Linked DNA regions of Sus scrofa: region 1 is linked to region 2. Evidence: chromatin contacts called from public Hi-C data. All regions are on one chromosome and are shown on one strand. Each heading gives the region's core, a stretch centred on a gene start, on an enhancer-like site or on the middle of the called end of the contact. The rest is flanking DNA. Distances are from core to core; before and after follow the strand shown. Region 1 has its middle 37 kb from the start of RAF1. Region 2 holds the start of TSEN2 (tRNA-splicing endonuclease subunit Sen2).

Region 1 (3,806 bases), core at 1,015-3,514, 210 kb before region 2:
TGCCCCTCCCTGTCCCCTGGAGATCTCCTCTTTGGGGAAGAACTAGGTCAAGACTTAGTCCATTTTTTCCCCTATTGGGTTGTCTGCGTTTTTTTCTATTTGTAAGAATTTTTGATCCTTTTTTTTATATTATCCTCCATTTAATATTTGTTTTCTAATAAAATGTTTCAATGATCTTCTCTCACTCTGTGGCTTGTCTTTTCACTTTTTATATTGTTAAAATCTCTAATCGTATACTCAGCAGTCTCTTGACGCTGAAGGGATAAATGAGCAATGTATTAGATTGATTTTAAGATTTAAAATGGTGCTTGGGAACACAGTATCACTTCTGTGTTCCTGCCTAAATGCATAAGCTGAATTTGATCCTGAAGAAATATCTGACAAACACAGATCAAGGGACATTTTACAAAACAATTTACCTGGACTCTTAAAACGTGTCAATGTTATATAAAAACAAAGGAAGAGGATTTGTTACAGGTTAATGGAGGCTAAAGAGATCACAAATGTAAACATAATCTTGAGTTTTCCTCTGTTAAAGAGGACATGATTGGGGAGTTCCCGTCATGGTTCAGCGGTTAATGAACCCGACTAGCATCCACAGGGACATGGGTTTGATCCCTGGCCTCGCTCAATGGGCCCGGGATCTGGTGTTGCCATGAGCTGTGGTGTAGGTTGCAGACGTGGCTCAGATCCCGCATTGCTGTGGCTGTGGTGCAGGTTGGTGGCTACAGCTCAAATTAGACCCCTAGGGAACTCCCATATGCTGAGAATGTGGCCCTAAAAAAAAAATAAATAAAGGCATGATTGGGACAATTGGTAAAATCTGAATAGGGTCAGCAGCTAAAGCATTATTAATGTGTCCCTTTGAGACATAATTAATGTATTAATGTTAGTTTCCTGGTTTTGATCATTGTACTGTGGTTATATAAGAGAATGTCCTTGTTTTTAGTAAACACACTGAAGGACTTAGTGGTCACAGGCATTATGTCTGCAACTTGTTTTCAAAGTCAGGGGAAAAAGGTAAAAGATTGCTGTGGCTGTGGTGTAGGCCAGTGGCTACAGATCTGATTTGCCCCCTAGTCTGGGAACATCCATATGCCACAAATGCGGCCCTAAAAAGCAAAATAAAGAAATAAACGAAGGATTAAAATAAATGTGTTAATATGTTAACATTTAGAAATCTGGTGAAAGGAATATAGGATTTTTTTTTTTTTTTGGTTCTAGTCCAACAACTTTTCTGCAAGTCTGAAATTATGTCAAAATAAAAAGGTTTTAAAAATGTAATACTTGTTAAGATCAGAGGTTAGCAGGAGTTCTTGTCCTGGCGCAGCGGAAACGAGTCCGACTGGAACCATGAGGTTGCCGGTTGATCCCTGGCCTTGCTCAGGGGGTTAAGGATCCGGCGTTGCTGTGAAACTGTGGTGTAGGTCACAGACACAGCTTGGATCCCACGTTGCTGTAGCTCTGGTATAGGCCGGCGGCTACAGTTCTGATTAGACACCTAGCCTGGGAACCTCCATATGCCACAAGTGCTGCCCTAAAAAGACAAAAATAAAAATTAAAATTAAAAAATTGTTCGGCATTATCTAGTAAGTCATAAAGATTCCACACTCTGGCAATTTTACTCATAGATGCATAACTGGACATATGCATGCACATATGCAGTGAAACATGCACAAGAATGTTTACAGTACTGCTGTTTCAAAATAGTCAGAAACAGCCCAGTGTCCATCAACGGAGAATAGACTGTAGCACAGTCACCGAGTGAAATTATATAGAGCAATGAAAATGAATACACTCTACCTGTACCCAACACCACAGATGGAGTTTATAAACATTGAGTAAAACCATGGGATTTTATTTACATAAAGTCCCCAAACAGACAAAACCAGAGCTATGTTGTTTAGGGTCTATATACAGGTAATAAAACCATGAAGGAAAGCGAAAAAAAGATTCTCAGCGCTGGGAGAGGGTTTATCTGTAGAGGGAGGCTTGTGATGCGGGAGGGGGGTCTGAGGAGTTTGTCTCAGGGGCTGGCTGGGCTGTTTCTTTACCAGTTGGTGGTTACACGGAGGTTTTCTTTCTAACTATCTTTCATGCTGTGAGTACATCTTGGATACTTTTCTGCATATTCCACAGTAAAAATCACTGGAATCCAGTATGAAAAACAAAAAAGTAATAATCTTCGCTGTTTGCTTAATTGAAGGTGCTATGACAGAGCACGGACGCAAGAGGGAGACGCTAACCTCGGGAAACGGAGGTTTCCTAGCAACGGAGACAAACATGAGGGAGGACCCTTCCAGAGAGTGGGTAACCGGGGTATTCTGGCTACAGCGCCTGCCAGGTGGACCCGAGGTCCGCTTCTGGTACCTGGAGCGTCTCTGTTGAGCCTAGAGCGCCCTTGACCTTTCCTGATGAGAGAGGGTTTTCTTCCAAACGCAAGGTAGGGTCCGCAGAGCCGAGAGGCTGCGCCCTCGCATGGCGAAGCTCTTTTCCTCCCTGAGGACCCTTCTCCTGAAAACTCCAAACACATGGTGGAGTTTCTCTCTGAAAACGGAAAAAATAAAAAGGGACTTTGCCCACAGCCTTCAAAGGCACCAGGTCACAAAAAAAGAGAAGGCTTTCAAGCTTTGGGATGTGGTTGGAAGTTTTCTGGATTATTTACAAAACAGAATGGTTTAAAATAAATTAGTAAATAGGTATATTTGAAGCTAAGTAGGGGTAATAGTAACGAATACACGCAGAAGAATACAGTGTGAAAAAAAAGAGCTTTCCCACACTTTGAATGCTTGATTTCACAGTCACTCGGGAGTTGGTCCACTTTGTAGATGTAGAAACTGAAGCCCAAAGATGTTAAAAGGTGAGAAGTCCAGAACTTTCCTCCCAAACTCATTTAAAAAGGAATAAGTAGTTACAAGCTTATTTTTATAGGGGAAATAAAGCTGTTGTCTCCAATAAAGAAATGAAAATGAAAACTGCAGGAAAATAACTTATTTTCTCCATTAAATTAACATAACTATTTTAAACCATAATCCCTCACATAGGGGAGGCAGTTTAGAAACTGGCAGTCTTTACCAGTACTTAGTGGCAGTGGAAACCAGTAGCCACTCTTTGGAAGAGCAATCTGGCAACACCTAAAAGGAGCTATAAAAGTGTTTCTACCCTTTGATCTGGCAACCCCATTTCTGAGAACCTATCCAAATAACATAATTTGAAATTTGGGGAAAAGCATATGCACAAATACAGCATTATTTATGATGGCAGAAAACTTAAAACACAGGACAACTGTTAGGTGGCAAAGGAAACAAACATAAGTAACATTAATGCCTCCATTTAAAAAGAGGATAATTTTGAAGCTTGTGGCGTCATGGGAAAAACTGCTGTGTGATATTATATGGAAAAAAAAAGCACCTACAAAATGGCCTGGACACTAATCAAGCTTGTAAATACATATGATCCAATTGACGTGAGGTAGAAGTGGCAGAAAGAAAAAATGTTAGGGAAGTGGGAATGCTTTTTTTTTCCTTTTTCTTTCTTCCTAATTTATTGAAGTATAGTTGATTTACAACATTAGTTTCTGCTGTACAGCAAATTGATTCTGTTATATATATACATGCATACTTTTTCATATTATTTTCCGCTATAGTTTTAATACACAATGCTGAATATAGTTCCCCTCTGCTATGCAGTAGGACCTTGTTATTTATCCATCTCATATACAATTGTTTGCATCTGCTAACACCAAACTCCCAATCCTTCCCTCCCCCACCCCCAGGGAATGCTTTTTTCCTGTTTTGTTTTTTTCA
Region 2 (4,021 bases), core at 185-2,684:
CATGAAAGGCCAGGACGGCAGGGACACAGGGCATGGTAAGATAGACTAACAAAAGGACCCATGACTGAAGCACATACAAATGTTTAGGAAAGACTGGGCCAGTGGTCAGGTGGGATGTGAAGGCTTGGGCCCAGTGCAAGTTTTTCAGCAGGGAATGAAAACAGCAAAGATTAAGAAAATTAACCTGGGGTCTGAAAATTAACTGCAGCTCTCAAGCTTGGCTGCCTTTGAATCACATGGGGAAATTTTGAAACTCCAGGACTTAGCTGCAACTACATCAGAAAATCTGGGGTAGGACCCAGGTGATTTCAACATGGAGCTAAAGTTGGCAACCTCTGGTGATAGGATGGCCTATTCAAACTCAATCCCAACAACCATCCCCATTGTGAAGGTGAGGAAAGGAACTCAGAAGGGCTGAGTGCTATGTACCTGTAAAGGGCTGTTACTTTTCCTTTCCCAAACCTGGGCATACTGACTCCAGGCGTCCATACCGTTAAGTATATTTACTTTTCTATCAAAAGCAATGCTTGTTCCTAATCTTCCCTTGAGCAGACAAGCTAACACCTTTTAGGTGTTCAGTATACGTTTATTCCAAACAAAACAAAATAAAACGAGTGGGGGAGTAGCTTCATTTAATTTTTCCAACCCTCTGGGCCGACTTTGCTAAACCAGCCTGGTTAAAACCTCCCACCCAGCAAAGTTCAAAGTCTCCCAATTAAAAAACCTCCAAATAAGTACCTCCTAGGCTAGGAGAGGCAAGGATTAAAGGGGCAAGGCAAACAAGCCTGCTTCTGGGAAGCTTTCAAGTTAGAACACGAGACTAAGACAGGTAAACAAACAGCAGACCTGGGAAGGCTGTTGTGAGGATGAAACGGGTGACTGTGCAAAGGAACCTGGTACTGGACCTACTACGTGTAAAGTGCTAGCCAAATGCAAGCTGCAACTGCAGCTAATGACCAAAGTGGTAAGTCCGTGACTCGCTGTTACAACGTATTCCTTTGCTGGTTTCCTTCCCAGCGGCTAAGGCTCCTCTCGGGCAGAGCCAGTATCGAAGTCCGACGCCCCCAGCACAGGACGTGGAGTCAGAGCTCCCAGAAAGAACACAAAAAACAGGGCTACAGGTACAAGAAGAAGGAGGAAAAGGGCTAATTCCGGTTGAAGTAGGAAGGCTGGCCCCTCAGCCCGGCCGTCTGGTGCGGCTGTGCGACCGGAGGAACGTCTCTGGGCCGTTTCCGCTTTCGCCCTGGGGGTTTTCGGAAAACAGGACGTCTCTCCCCAAGGCGGATCCCTCAGTATGCAGCTCAGCTTCCCGGGACACCAGCGGCTCCCAGTCCCGCGCCTTACCTTCCTGGGCCACATGCGATCGCCGTTACCCCGGTAACGCCAGCTGGCGGTCGGACACCACTGCCGTCAAGCAGTGCGGCCGCAAAGCGGGACAGCTGCGCAGCCGCAGAGCACGGGGGAGGACTCACCGGGTCTTTGTAGAGCGCACCTGCGCAGAGCCTTAAGGCGGGTGCTTTGTGTGTACCGCATGCCCTTCACCGCATGTCCTCTTTCCTGCACACACCGTGATTGTACTGACAGCCTCAGTATATACATGCTGTTCTCATCCCCACAATAGTCCCGCAAGATCTGTTTTAACAGATGAGATCGAAGTTACATGTCCATATACACATAACTGGGAGGTATTGGAGTTAGAGAAATATGACAAAAATGGAACCCAGGTCTTCAGATGTCGGTTCTCAGCCGCGGGGCGATGGGATGCTTGAGACGACCGGACTTGAAATGACCCCAGCCCTGGTAAGCAATTCCTCTGAACTCAGCCTGCAGACTTCAGCTTTCTCCATGCTTTTAAGTGCAGCACGCAGGGAAACCTGTAAGAAAGTGCCCTCTCGCAGACACCTGACTCAAAGCCACTGTGGGCACAATAGGCCGGCAGTTAGACCAGTATTTGCAGCCCTACCCCGCCCCCCACCTCCTCACCCTGTCACCAGCTGTGTGGTCTCCAATGAGTGACTTAATCTTTCTGAGCCACAATTTCCTCTACTGAAAAAAAGGGTCGTCAGGATTATGAGGGATGAGCAAAACGACAGTGCCTTGGGAAGAGTAAAAGATTCTCCTGACCAGGAGGCTTGGTAGGGAGTCCAATATATACCTTTCCACATATGAATCCCAGGGTCCCCAGCACACAAACCATGAGTGCAAGGCGGGTAGGTGACAGGGAAGGATGGCAAATAATGCCAGAGAGATTTAAGGGGCTAGGTGTGACAGGCCTTGAAATCTGGACTTTTCCCAGCTTTCTCTGGTCTCCAGGGCTTCCCACACACTGTTGCCACTTCCTGGAACATCTTTCTCCTCTGTCTGCAGCAGTGATTCCTGGTCACCCTACAAGTCTCAACTCAGATACCTTTTCCTCAGGAGACCTCCTCTTGCCTCCCCATGCTGGCTTGGGTGACTGTCCCCTGTGTTCTCATGATAGTTGGGGGAACTCTGTGTTGTCCCCGTTCCCTGGTCCTCCTTAACTGGACTGTGAGCTCCTGGTAGGAAGAGCTCAAGATGTGGTATTCTGTGGCTGGTCAGCCTGTAGGAACCTTAACTGCTCCCTAAAGGAGTTCAGACTTCAGAGAAATCAAAATCAGAATTAGCTTCAGCAGGAGTTCCTGTCCTGCTTCAGTGGTAATGAACCCGACTAGTATCTGTAAGGACTCGGGTTTGATCCTTGGCCTTGCTCAGTGAGTTAAGGATCTGGCACTGCCATGAGCTGTGGTGTAAGTTGCTGATGTGGCTCTGATCCCGTGTTGCTGTGGCTGTGGTGTAGGCCGGTGGCTACAGCTCTGATTGGACCCCTAGCCTGGGAATTTCCATATGCTGCAGGTTTGGCCCTAAAAAGACAAAAAACAAAAGAAAACAAACAAACCAAAAAACCCAACAACAACAAAACACAAAAAACTTCAGCAGTAGAGCCTTGAAGAAAAGGGAGAACTTCAGCAGGGTGCACAGAACAGTGATAAGGGGATGGAGTGGGGAGGGAAGAGAGCTGGAGGGAGGCTGTGATATTGCACCAGAACATGCCAATTTAGGCTTTAGAATTGGAAGGTTTTAAAAATGAAAGGGAACTCAGAGGTTGTCCAGTTCAACTTCCTTATTTAACTGATAAGAAAAAAGGCTCAGGAGTTCCCGTCGTGGCGCAGTGGTTAACGAATCCGACTAGGAACCATGAGGTTTCGGGTTCGGTCCCTGCCCTTGCTCAGTGGGTTAAGGATCCGGCGTTGCCATGAGCTGTGGTGTAGGTTGCAGACGCGGCTCGGATCCCGTGTTGCTGTGGCTCTGGCGTAGGCCGGTGGCTACAGCTGTGATTCAACCCCTAGCCTGGGAACCTCCATATGCCGCGGGAGGGCCCAAGAAATAGCAACAACAACAACAACAACAACAAAAGACAAAAAAAAAAAAGAAAGAAAGAAAGAAAAAAAGGCTCAGAGGTGCTGCAAGTCGCCAGAAGTAGCAGAGCAAGTGTGAGGTGGGGTTGAGACTAGAGCCAGGTCTCCTCAGTGGGTGCTCTGCTGTCAAGGGCTTGGGATGTGTCCATAATGGGGTTTCAGGGGCTGTCATCTGAAGGCCTGTCCCCACATAGGGGCTAGAGCGAAATCTCATGAACAAGATATCCTTCCCCCTAGATTTACTTCTCAGTGTGTATCTTAAAGCTTTGTTATGATCATTTGCAAACATACACAAAAGCAGAAAGAACAGCCTAATAACTCATCATTTCCAGAATCTTCAACCTTTAGTACCTTTTTTTTTTTTTTTTTTTGGCCGTCCTTGTGGCATGCAGAAGTTTGAACCCGACCTGAGCCACAGCAGTGACAATACCAGATCCTTAAGCGCTAGGCCAGCAGGGAACTCTAACCTTTAGTGTCTTGTTTCTTTTCTTTTCAAGTCAAGGCAGCATGTTTAGGGCTCTCTGCACTGGACCCTGCTCCTGACGCTTGGCGGGACAGAGGGGGGACCAGCTACCCAAGGCCAA

What was found. A called contact is a pair of places that touch in the nucleus more often than the background predicts.
Region 1: a Hi-C map of fetal heart ventricle shows a contact between it and region 2, with 2.4 times the contacts expected there. The contact joins the enhancer-like site here to the promoter of TSEN2 in region 2. A contact is called at or near these places in 3 of 47 Hi-C or Micro-C datasets (fetal heart ventricle, heart right ventricle and liver) and 1 of 2 datasets of contacts at active chromatin or transcription factors (alveolar macrophages).

What each region holds. Positions count from the first base shown.
Region 1 is chr13:68,692,984-68,696,789 of Sscrofa11.1, reverse strand. No RefSeq gene overlaps it. Among named protein-coding and RNA genes, the nearest start is that of RAF1, 37 kb to the right of the region's middle. Within about 2 kb of position 2,264, at least 32 of the 83 cell types and tissues checked have an H3K27ac peak or open chromatin away from gene starts, as enhancers often do. A contact at or near this core is called in alveolar macrophages, where this site is marked.
Region 2 is chr13:68,478,155-68,482,175 of Sscrofa11.1, reverse strand. It overlaps TSEN2 (tRNA-splicing endonuclease subunit Sen2), which reads right to left and starts at 1,434. Exons shown (of 13, transcript XM_003132372.6): 1 at 1,345-1,434.